Regions from separate parts of the Oryctolagus cuniculus genome. Here region 2 is linked to region 1. A link is a contact called in public Hi-C data. All regions are on one chromosome and are shown on one strand. Each heading gives the region's core, a stretch centred on a gene start, on an enhancer-like site or on the middle of the called end of the contact. The rest is flanking DNA. Distances are from core to core; before and after follow the strand shown. Region 1 has its middle 300 kb from the start of TBL1XR1. Region 2 holds the start of TBL1XR1 (TBL1X/Y related 1).

Region 1 (5,186 bases), core at 689-3,188:
CCACCCCTGTGAGTGCCATCTTCCTCCTGGGGGCTCTGTGCGCTTCTTTGTGAAGTCAGTGCGGCATGTGACACAGCTGCAGCATCTGTCTAGAGAAGGCACTTTGCATTCAATGCCACCGCCCTTTCCAGTTGCTTCTGAAGCCGGAAGGCCTGTTCATGTGGCAGTCTGCTGTGTGAAGAATAGCCATGTGTAATTCGAGTAGGGGGCAGGCAGGGGTTAGCAAAACTCAGGATCCTCAGGAGACTTTTCTGGTGGGATAGCAGTAGTTCAAAGAGGAGCTTCAGTTCCTGCATTAGCATAATTTGCTTTGTTCCTTGCCCCTGCAATGTGGGACAAAAATAATGTTTTTATAAGAGACTTATTTCTGAAGAAGTGTGTGTGTGCACGCGCGTGTGAATCTCCTTAGTGATGATTTGCCTAGAGATTGTTCCTTCTTACTTAGAAACTTTGGCTAAAGTGATTCGTTTCCCCCAGAATATGAGGACTGCTGAGACACTGAGAGAAATACGATAGGTTGAGGCTACTGTTCTCAGTTCCGCTGGGGTGTTGTAACCATGAGGTCACTGTTCTTGTAGCTATGCAACCAGGGTGCAGTTCCATAGAGAACAGCTAAGACCTGAAACCCATCCTTTAGGGGCAGATGGTCAGAGACGAATTGCAACCTTGAGAATACAAACCACGAACGCCACGGGTCAGCAAGGGCCCCTGATGGTGTACTTTCCTGGCATCAGCCCAGGACAGGTAGCTGCGGTTCATGAAGTGCAAGAGGAGATGTGAGTTTGTATAGGAGGATGGTGAGGAGGGGCACGTTCGGCTGTGTAAAGCAGTATAGGAAGGTCAAGGAGACACAGATGAAGCATACAAAAGCAAACCCAGTAAACAGCAACAGTGCTGGCAGGAACGATCAGAACAGTCAGCTCCATGCATTGGAAATGGAGCTTGCATAGCAAAGGAGTAAACCATTATCAGCACGGCCTGCACAACAAAGTTGTGCAGAGAGAACCTTGGAATAGATCATGGCATAACTGCACAATAGGAGACTCTGGAGCCATCACGAGGAATATATAGATTTATTCATTTTTGTATGAACATCATAGATATCTAACATGGAAACAGTATGTTCCAGATAATGCACTAGGGTAAATTTGTTGGGCAAAACAAAAGAGATGCATGTATATGTAAGTAAGTATATGAATAAGCATGTATATTTGTATACATTTATGTATGTGGTGCAAGCAGTCTTCAAAAAGTTATAGAAAATGCATGTTAGAGAAACACTATGCATGAATTTCAAAAATTTTTTCATCGAATAAATTTATCTTTTTCTTCCGCTTTTCCACAAATATTTTGAAATACCCTTATGCTTTCTATGCATATATACATGTGCATGCAGTATATATAGGGCATATAGTTTTCTAAATCTAGTAGTGATTTCCTCTAGGAAGCAGGTCAAAGAGGGTCAGGCTGAGGCTGCAGAAGGATAGAAGAGAACAAGAACATTAAAAGTAAGTCACCTAGTGCTTCTCATTGACATGCACTGGGGAGGGGCCTAGTCGTGCTTTTGAGGAGCCTGGGGAATGATGTATGATGTCTCCATCTCTCAGCCAGAAACACCTTGACCGGGCTGATGCTGGCCAACCCTGCTGCTGCAATGCAGGTGTCCAGGTGGATTCCTGTTGGTTCTGGTTGGGCAGTCACATAGATTCTGGCCACCCCGCTGGTGCCAGAACAGTCTGTCACTGGTCTGGCTCTTCAGTGAAGGCAGCCTCACACGGGAGGGTGCCGCCAGCCCAGCAGATGACTGAAATGGGATGTGAACACAGGCGAAGCGTTGGCTGGCCTCTTCTTCGCATTCAGCGACGTCTCATTCAATACATCAGCCGGCTGGAGTCTCCCCTTCAAGTGTGGGAGACCGTGAACCACTCACAAGGCTTCTTAGACTGGAAGGAGGGAGGGAGTTCTCAAAAGCTATTCCTGAATGTCTTCCTCTTGTGATTAGCAGGGAGGAGGCTGGCTGGGGTGGGGGTGGATAACAGTCTTCAGCTTCTGGCTGGGCTGCCAGCCCAAAAGTCTTTTTTTTTTTTTTCCTGCACCATATGGATACAGGAAAAATATAAAGGATGTGTTCCCTGCCCTTGAGGAATTTATAATCTAGTTGGGGGGCAGCCAAACGGCTGCTGGGTAGCCTCGGATCAGCGGCCGCCTGAACTGGTGAGATGCCGCTTGTGCCATCCCAGCAGGACCCAGCTGTTCCCTCTTCTGGGGGTCCAGGCTTGACCTTGGCCTTGGGCCACAGGTCAGTGGGCTGCAGGAGGAAGCATGAGCTTATTTCTTTTGCTTTGTAGCATTGGTTTTGGTGAAGATTGTAGGAATTTCTCAAGCTAAAGCTTTTAGTGAACAGTCACTGGTTCAAGTTCACAAGCCACATCATTAATCATTAATCATTAATAAGTGGCTGTAGAACACCCTTTCCTTTGCCAGAGAAAATAAGCGAGTTATAAACCTACCAACAAATAAATATATACCCCCCCCCCGCCCCAGCAACTAGAAAATTGATCCTTTTTGTGGCCATAGAATTTTCAGTTTTGGAAAAGACTTTAGAAATCACCAGGGTAATTGCTATCATCTCAATTTAGGGAAGCAAAGGTCTGAGTTCCAGCAGGCATTCTCTCCAAGGCACGTTTTCTGACTCCTAACCCAATATTCTTTCCCATGGTAGAATTTGGGAATGCCTATTAATATGAGCTGACATGCTGTCATTTCAAGTGTACTTTGAAGAAGAGATGACTTCCCGGGTGATACCTTCATTTTTATTTCTTTATTATACGGTTATCTAACGTCAGCATGAGCGGTTGGAGAAGGAAAAGCTAATTCATCTCACTGTGACTTGGTTTCCATCTGGGAAGAGAACAGAGGAAAGACGGCCTGAGCTGGGGAGGGGAGGAGGAAGGGCCGGGGTCTGAAGGCATGATGACCCCTAGGGCGAGCTCGCTCGGAGTGCAGATGGGCTTGCACTCAGGACAGAGGCAGAAAACATTAAGTGGACGTGGCAGGAGGCAGAAGCTGATATCCGAGGGGTCTGGCAGCATCAGGGAGCAGGGCCCTGTCGTGAAAAGAGGCTGTAGGACTCCAAGAGGGCCTGTGCCCCAGGCAGGGACTGGGTGTGGGAGAAGCTGAGATGGGCTGCGTTGTCAGCGGTAAGGCAACGTCTCAGAACTGAGCCCAGTCACACTGGGAAGAACAGGAAGGCTGACCGCGAACTGAGTTTAGACTCTTTCAGTCTACGAGCCTTCCTCTTTTTCTTCTCACTTTTTTTTTTTAAGAAAAATATACAGTGCATTATCATTATTTACACTCATATGTTACAGTGCTTCAGAATGGCGGGACTTCTTACTCCTACCTGCCCAAAACCTTGTACCTATTAATCAGCATTTCCCCATCTCAGCCTCATCTTTTTAATTTTGGATTCCAGTGTCAGGTTTAAGTCAGCAATGGGGACCAAGAAGCCAGGCTGGGGTGTTGTTGGAAGTGGAGGGGAACGACACCCAAAAGCTGGCGATGGGTGAATTGAGAACAACCTGACAATCTCAGACAGAAGCGTTCAAATGCACACACAGGAGAACAGGCCCAGGGTCGCCTCAGGAAGGCTTGCCTTGCCTGGTATTCTCCATGAAAATTTCTGAAGCTGTTGATTAGAACCGTTGTTGGCCAACTTCCCAAGGAACGGGCAGAGTCTGGAAGCAGAAGTCATCAGTGCCTATCCATACACTATGCAGGGCAAAGGGAGTGTGCATTAGCTAACAGGTGCAGTATATGTGGGGGTCCCTGCTGGGCTAGGGCTTTGGTGCAGGCTTAAAGGGAAGCTATGAAATATTTAAATGACAGAACTTCCTCCTCTTGCCTCCTGCTGGTTGCACGCCCTGCAGTCGGCTTTTGGGGTGAAATCTGACTTATCATAAAAGCACTGTTTAATGCAAAATGCAGCTTTAGTTTTATTGTAAGTTAAAAAATTGACTTTCTGCTTTATACTTTAGTCTCTTTGAGTTTGGCTAATGCGAGACTATCATAAAACAGTAAATCTGTTCTTGATATGTTGTTAAGATCTGCTTTCTGATTTAGTAGGGCTGAGGGCCAGAGTCTGCAGGGTGACTACTGCTTTTGGAGGGAGAGCATGACAATAGACTGTCAGGGTTCTTTACCTGCTGGGGGGACTGGCAAAGACACTTAAAACATAAAAGCAACTTTTAAACACAGTAGGTTAATCCTCTGCCTGCATTGCCAGCATCCCATATGGGCACTGGTTCGAGTCCTGGCTGCTCTACTTCTGATCCTGCTCTCTTCTTTGACCTGGGAAAGCAGTAGAGGATGGCCCAAGTCCTTAGGCCCCTGAATCAGCATGGGAAACTGGAAAGCTGCTCCTGGCTCCTGGCTTTGGATTGGCACAGCTCCGGCTGTCATGGCCATCTGGGGAGTGAACAGGGGGTGAAAGATCTCTCTCTCTCTTTGTTTCTCCCTCTCACTGTCTGTAACTCTACCTGTCAAATAAATAAATTAAATCTTTTTTTAAAAAAAGGTTCTAGCAGGGATCAGGAAACATGGGTTTCTCCTCTCCAGGCCTCTGAGATTGTGAAGTCTGTGTGGGTGGTTGTTGTCCCTACGTGTTCTTTGCCACTGGGATGAGTGAGTGCAGGATACACAGGAGACAATCAGGACAGCAGCTAAAAGTAGATCTCAACCCCACCGTCCCTGCCCAAGAGCGCTCGGAAGCTCTGGAGCAGAACACAGAAACGCCTGTATGGGGACAGCATGCTTTGAGTTATTAGCATGCACAGGCAGACTGTGTCGTGTGACACAGTTGAGCGAGCATGAGAGGCCAGCTGGTCCTGGAAAATCACCCTGGAAAGACCACAGCGAGTACATCCCTTATCGCGCATCTCGCTGGTAAAGAGCCCTGCACTCGTTTTTCAGAACCGCATAGACAAATGTCCCCTGGGGAAATGAGGATTCCCACCCCATGACTCATCTGATGGGAACGATCCGTTCACGACGATCCGACGATCCGTTCACGAGTCGGCGTGTGGGCCAACCCACACTGCCCATCCACCCCAAGGTGCAGAGTGTATCTCTCCCCAGTATGCTACCACGTGATAGGAAGAAGGAAGCTATCACCCCCACCCTGCCCT
Region 2 (5,186 bases), core at 1,852-4,351, 300 kb before region 1:
TGAGTCAGAAATCCTTTGTAGTAACTGTTAAAAGAAGTTGTGGAAGGGGGATTCTTTTGTCAGCTACTCATCCGACAAGACCACCTTTATGCTGCATTGCTATATACGAACTGATGTATTTATTCAACAGGTTGACATTCAGAAGAGCCGTTAATTACATCTCCTTTTATCAGGAACCCCTATGTTTACGTTCGGCATCTGCCTTTGTGCAAAGCTTGAAAAGCTCGCAGTGCACAGGAAGCAGTTACTTCTTACTGTTGCTGGACGGATAGCATGGTAATCACCCAAAAAGCTTAATTAGGTGTTGAGAACACAAGTATCAAAGAGATTCCTGGACCTATGTAAAAAATTATTAACATGTTTTTAACACTTCCATGATGCAACCGATGCAAAAATACCATCTCCACAAGGGGCCACTCCATTTACCATCAGCGTCTCCCATGTTAATAACCAAAGCTGACATCTGTTAAAAGAAAATGTCTTACAAACTGCCGGTGAGCTTGGCAACAATTTTTAAGACACTAACACGCCACTTGAGTCCATTCTCACAAGAAGAAAAACTTTTTCCATGCACACATTGTTTTCATCCCCCATAGAGTGTACTACTTTCTCCTACACAGGACTGATTCTAACTACTTCAAACGGGGGGGGGGGGGGGGGGGATTGGCACTTACTTGTAACTCTAATGATTGCAATTACATACATCACAGTACAGGACAGCAAAACTCAAAACAAAAAATTGAGACTCCAAACAAGCAGGAAAAACTCCATTTATGAGCAAAAAGTATAAACACACATCACATGCCTAATGGCTCTCAAGCCTATTTTCTTTCTGCTGCCCCTCCCCCATAGGTAAGTGCTAACTATTTCTAGAACTCTCAATGACAATTTGGGAAGCTTGCCATCAACTCCCATGATACAATCCAACATTCACGATGTTTTCATGGAGACAAAGCTGCCCTACTTCTCCAGACTATAAACTTATTAAAACGGTGAGAGAACACGCAGTCCCAGAAAGCCAAGATTACTAAAATACACCAATGTAACATGGGTCTCATTTAACAAAAAATGAAAAATGAATCACATTGCGAAACCCCCCCCCCCAAAAAGTCACTCACTGTCTTCACCGTGTAACCAGGATATTTACTTCAAGTTGTTTTAGGCTAAGAGGCTAAAAACACCACGAGGCCCTTATGGTCTCCAAACTGGAGGAGGGCTCTTCAGGAAAAAAAAAAAAAAAAAAGGAGGAAGATGATTACTTAATGATGGAGGGGGAGGGGAAGGAGCCTCCAGTCTAAAAACCTAGAACTAAAAATAACCCACCATATTTTATTAACAAGATGTTTAGATGAGCATAAGGTTCTTGTTTGGAAAACAAGAAAGCCAACAGTAGTAAACTTCCCTAACTCGACTGCAAATCGCATAGGTACTAAAACTCTTAACCTCTGGGTCCTGCACAGTCCAAGCAAGATCTCAAGCAAACTCCAGCCGCCGAGAAAATCCGATTTTTAACTAGGCTGCAACACTTCTCTCTCAGATTCACCCATTATTTTTACAAATTGTCGGATAACCTAACAAAGAGCATTTTTTTTAAAAGCCACGACGACCCAAGTTTTCCATGAAACACACCATTTTCACAGGCTGAACTGAATCCCGGTCGCCACTGCAAGGCGATGCCCGCTTCAGCAAATTAGGAACTTCCAAAAAAACGCCGAACACGTTAACACACGCATGGCTTCCCTCGGGCTGCCACCGTGAAGATTAATATTTCACTTCAAGAAAAAGTCTTGTTTTCTGTTCAAAAAAAAAAAAAAAAAAAAACGACCTCGCCTGCAAAGAGGAAGTTCCCGAGAAACCACCCTCTCACAACGTGGCCTCTCCACTGTCAGAAAACACTGGCACTCGGTGCCACCCGAAACTTACCAGGAAGCTGGCAACAACTTTGCCAATTCTACACTTCTGAACCCAACTTCAAAGGGGCTCCACCAAACAGCTCCCGCCGCCGGTGGGAAGCACCAAGTGACCAACCACCGCGTCCCGGAGCGAGGCCCTGCGGCCGCCCGCCCCTCCCCCAGCCGCCGGCGCCCCCGCCCCGGACGCGCGGCCCCAACGACCGTCCGCAGCCCCCCGCACGCCGGCCGGGGGCTCGGGCCGCGCCCGCCCGGGGGAGCCGCTTCCCATGGCTGCCTGGGCTTCCACACAAAAATCGCGTGCATCGAGAGGAGCCGTCTCCTCGGCTAAAAATAGGCTATAAAGGAGTCGGCCTCATGATGGCTCCTTGATTCAATTTGCTGCAAATTCTTTCCTCAAAGCCTCCCCCCACCCGGCGCGCGCACACACACACACATATACACACACATACACATATACACATACACACAAAAAGGGGGTGTCGGTGCACGGAGGGGGAAGGGGCCAGCAGGCCCGGGTGCCCATTTTCGGGGCCAACGACAACATAATTAGGGTGAGGATCCCCCCCGAGACCCAGGGAGGGTGGGGGGGGTGGGCAGGCACGTGAGCATTTCAAAGGCGCCAGGGAGAGCCAAGGCGGGGGGATGGGGCACCCTAAATGCCCTCCCTCCCCTCCCCCACCCGAGCCCCAGCTCCCCCAAGGGCCCAGTGGAAAAACGCATGTTCCCCCTAGCGCCCATCCCCCCGCGGCCCGGCGCCCCCCGGCCGCCTCCGGCCCGCGGCCCCCCGCCCGGCCCGCGGCCGCCCCCACTCAGGGGTCCGGCCCCCGGCGCTTACCTGGAAACGGTGGCCTCCAACGCCGCTCCCCCCCTCCCGGGAATGGAGGCACAAGGAAACTCCCCTCGTCGCCGCCGCCGCCGCCGCCACCGCCTCCAACCACCCCCAAAATAACCCCTCCGGGGGGTGAGAGGCAATTATAACCCCGGCGAGCGCGGGGCGCGGGGGATGGGCGCCGGCGGGCGGGGGCGGGGAGCGCGGCGCGGGTCCCCAGGTGGCGAGCGGAGGTGCTCCCGCCGCGGGGGGAGGGGCGGGGGCGCACGCGGCCGGCGGCGGGGGGAGGCGGCGCGCGGGGGAAGGGCGCGAGCGGGGAGAGGAATTGAGGCAGAAGGTAAAAGCTGTTACTAAGGGAAAGAGCCAAACGGTTCGGAGCAGCCAACGGCTCAGACACTCAACACTGGGGAGAGAGGAATGGGGACCAGCCAGGCACAAATGAGCTCGCGAGGCCCGCGGCGGCGGCGGCGGCGGCGGCGGCCGCGCAGCAAAACAAACCCGAGCGGCCTGCGCCGGGCGGGCGCGCGGGGGAGGGGCCGGGGGGAGGGGCGCGGGGAAGCGGCGGGGGGGGGGGCGTCCGCGGGCCGCGCTCCTCTCCCTCCCGGCTCTCGGCGGCGGCGGCGCTGGGGGCTGGGCGAGTGCGGCGCATTCTTTTAAAAAAGAAAGCCGGCCCCGCGGGCGCTCCGAGGCGCCTCCGGGCGCGGGCGGCCCCGCCCCGCCCCCACCGCCGCGCTCGGCTGAGGGCCGCTGGGTGTAGGCCGCGCGGCCGGGCCGGGGCCGGGGCCGGGACCCGGGCCCGGGCCGGCCGAGTTTCCTGGGCGGCCGGCGCGGCGCACACGCTGCGGGCATGTGCGGGAGCGCGGCGCAGGCCTCGTGTGGACATTTGCTGAGGAAGGGCTAGCGCTAGTGCACACCTTTGTGTGCGTCAGTGCATATGTTACTGGGAAGCGTACCTGCACAGGGGCTCTAAGCTGTAAGAAGCGGTTTTCCGAGTGGAATCCGGAGCACGGGCTCTGCAGAGCGAACAGTCGCACACCGGGAGGGGTTTCTGATACTAAACACAGGGCTGTGATTGCAGTGTTTGTGCCCAAATGGACTGTGCGTCAAGCATATGGTGGTATTTATCGTCTGGTGGGCCTGTGGCAGAGGTTGGGTCCATCAGTTCGCATCTCACGAGAATAAAATCACGCTGCCCGGTGTGGACTAAATACGTGCCTCTACCGCAGCCTGCACGGTGGAAGTTCAGGCCCTGCGCGCACTCGGTGCGTGTGTGCTGTGGCGCATCAGAGGCGGCGATCGAACTGGAACTGAGGTGGCTGATACCGCGATAATAGGATGGAGGCAGGGAGTGCGGCGGGCTCTTTTTGAAAAGGGAGGCACCTCACCGCTATGAAAGCCAACGTGGTGTTCATCTTTCAGAGACTCTGAGAAAACAGGCCTGGGAGGTGCTCTTAGACCTCAGTATAAGCCGAGGACATAAAAAGCAACCACTCTAGTGATGTTAAAAAAAAAAAAAGACTTCAAACTTTTTGTTATGCTCCAGTATTACTGCCTTCAAAGTAAAATAATATTTTTGCAACCGCCTGGGGGGGAGGATTCTGTTTTCATAATTTCATCTCAGTATTTGGAAATAGGTGTAGTCTTTTGAAAGCAACAGTCTTTTCCTCTCAGTATCAGAGCTAAATATTTCTCTCTCTCCCTCCCTCCCCATCCTTCCCCACACGCACAAAGTAGTATTTGAAGTCACTTTGACCAGTGTGGACTCCGGGTGGCCTCATAGGCTCCGTGATGAGTCAGGTGCTTTTCTGGCGGAGGTCAAGGTCTCTTTCCCCTGGTGAGCCCTTGCTGTGGGGAGCAGCCAGAGGCCTTTGGTCAAGGACGCAGGCGGCCAGGCACAGGAAAACCGTCGGAGGAAAGGGAGTGGAATTGGAAACTGCCTTCCAACCGCCCCAAAGAGAATTCACAGTGTATTGGTGATGTGGCCGTGGAGCAATTTTCATTCGTGAAAGGGAATATTAAACAATGTCACCTGATGGGAATTTTGATAACTGCAAGTTTCCAAAATATTATGCTGAGTGTACGTGGGAACAGCACAAAGTGAGTTTTACGATTCAGCAGGGTTCTAAAGCTGCGGGTTTTCTTTTTTTTTTTAATCTGAGAATGACATTTTTTTTTTTTTTTGAGTTATTTATTTGAAAGAGTTAGAGAGAAGTAGAGACAGAGAGAGAGGTCTTCCATCTGCTGGTTCACTCCCCAGTGGCCGCAATGGCTGGAACTGCGCTGATCCGAAACCAGGAGCCAGGAGCTTCTTCCAGATCTTCCACACAGGTGCAGGAGCCCAGGGACTTGGGCCATCTTCTGCTGCTATCCCAGGCCGTAGCAAAGAGCTGGATCGGAAGAGGAGCAGCCAGGATCAGAACCAGCACCCAGATAGGATGCCAGCA

Evidence for each region. A called contact is a pair of places that touch in the nucleus more often than the background predicts.
Region 2: a contact with region 1 is called in a Hi-C map of an unstated tissue, with 2.9 times the contacts expected there. The contact joins the promoter of TBL1XR1 here to the enhancer-like site in region 1. A contact is called at or near these places in 2 of 6 Hi-C or Micro-C datasets (liver and an unstated tissue).

The regions. Positions count from the first base shown.
Region 1 is chr4:102,414,028-102,419,213 of mOryCun1.1, reverse strand. No RefSeq gene overlaps it. Among named protein-coding and RNA genes, the nearest start is that of TBL1XR1, 300 kb to the left of the region's middle. Within about 2 kb of position 1,938, at least 2 of the 8 cell types and tissues checked have an H3K27ac peak or open chromatin away from gene starts, as enhancers often do.
Region 2 is chr4:102,716,927-102,722,112 of mOryCun1.1, reverse strand. TBL1XR1 (TBL1X/Y related 1) reads right to left here and starts at 3,101. Exons shown (of 15, transcript XM_051818788.2): 1 at 2,749-3,101.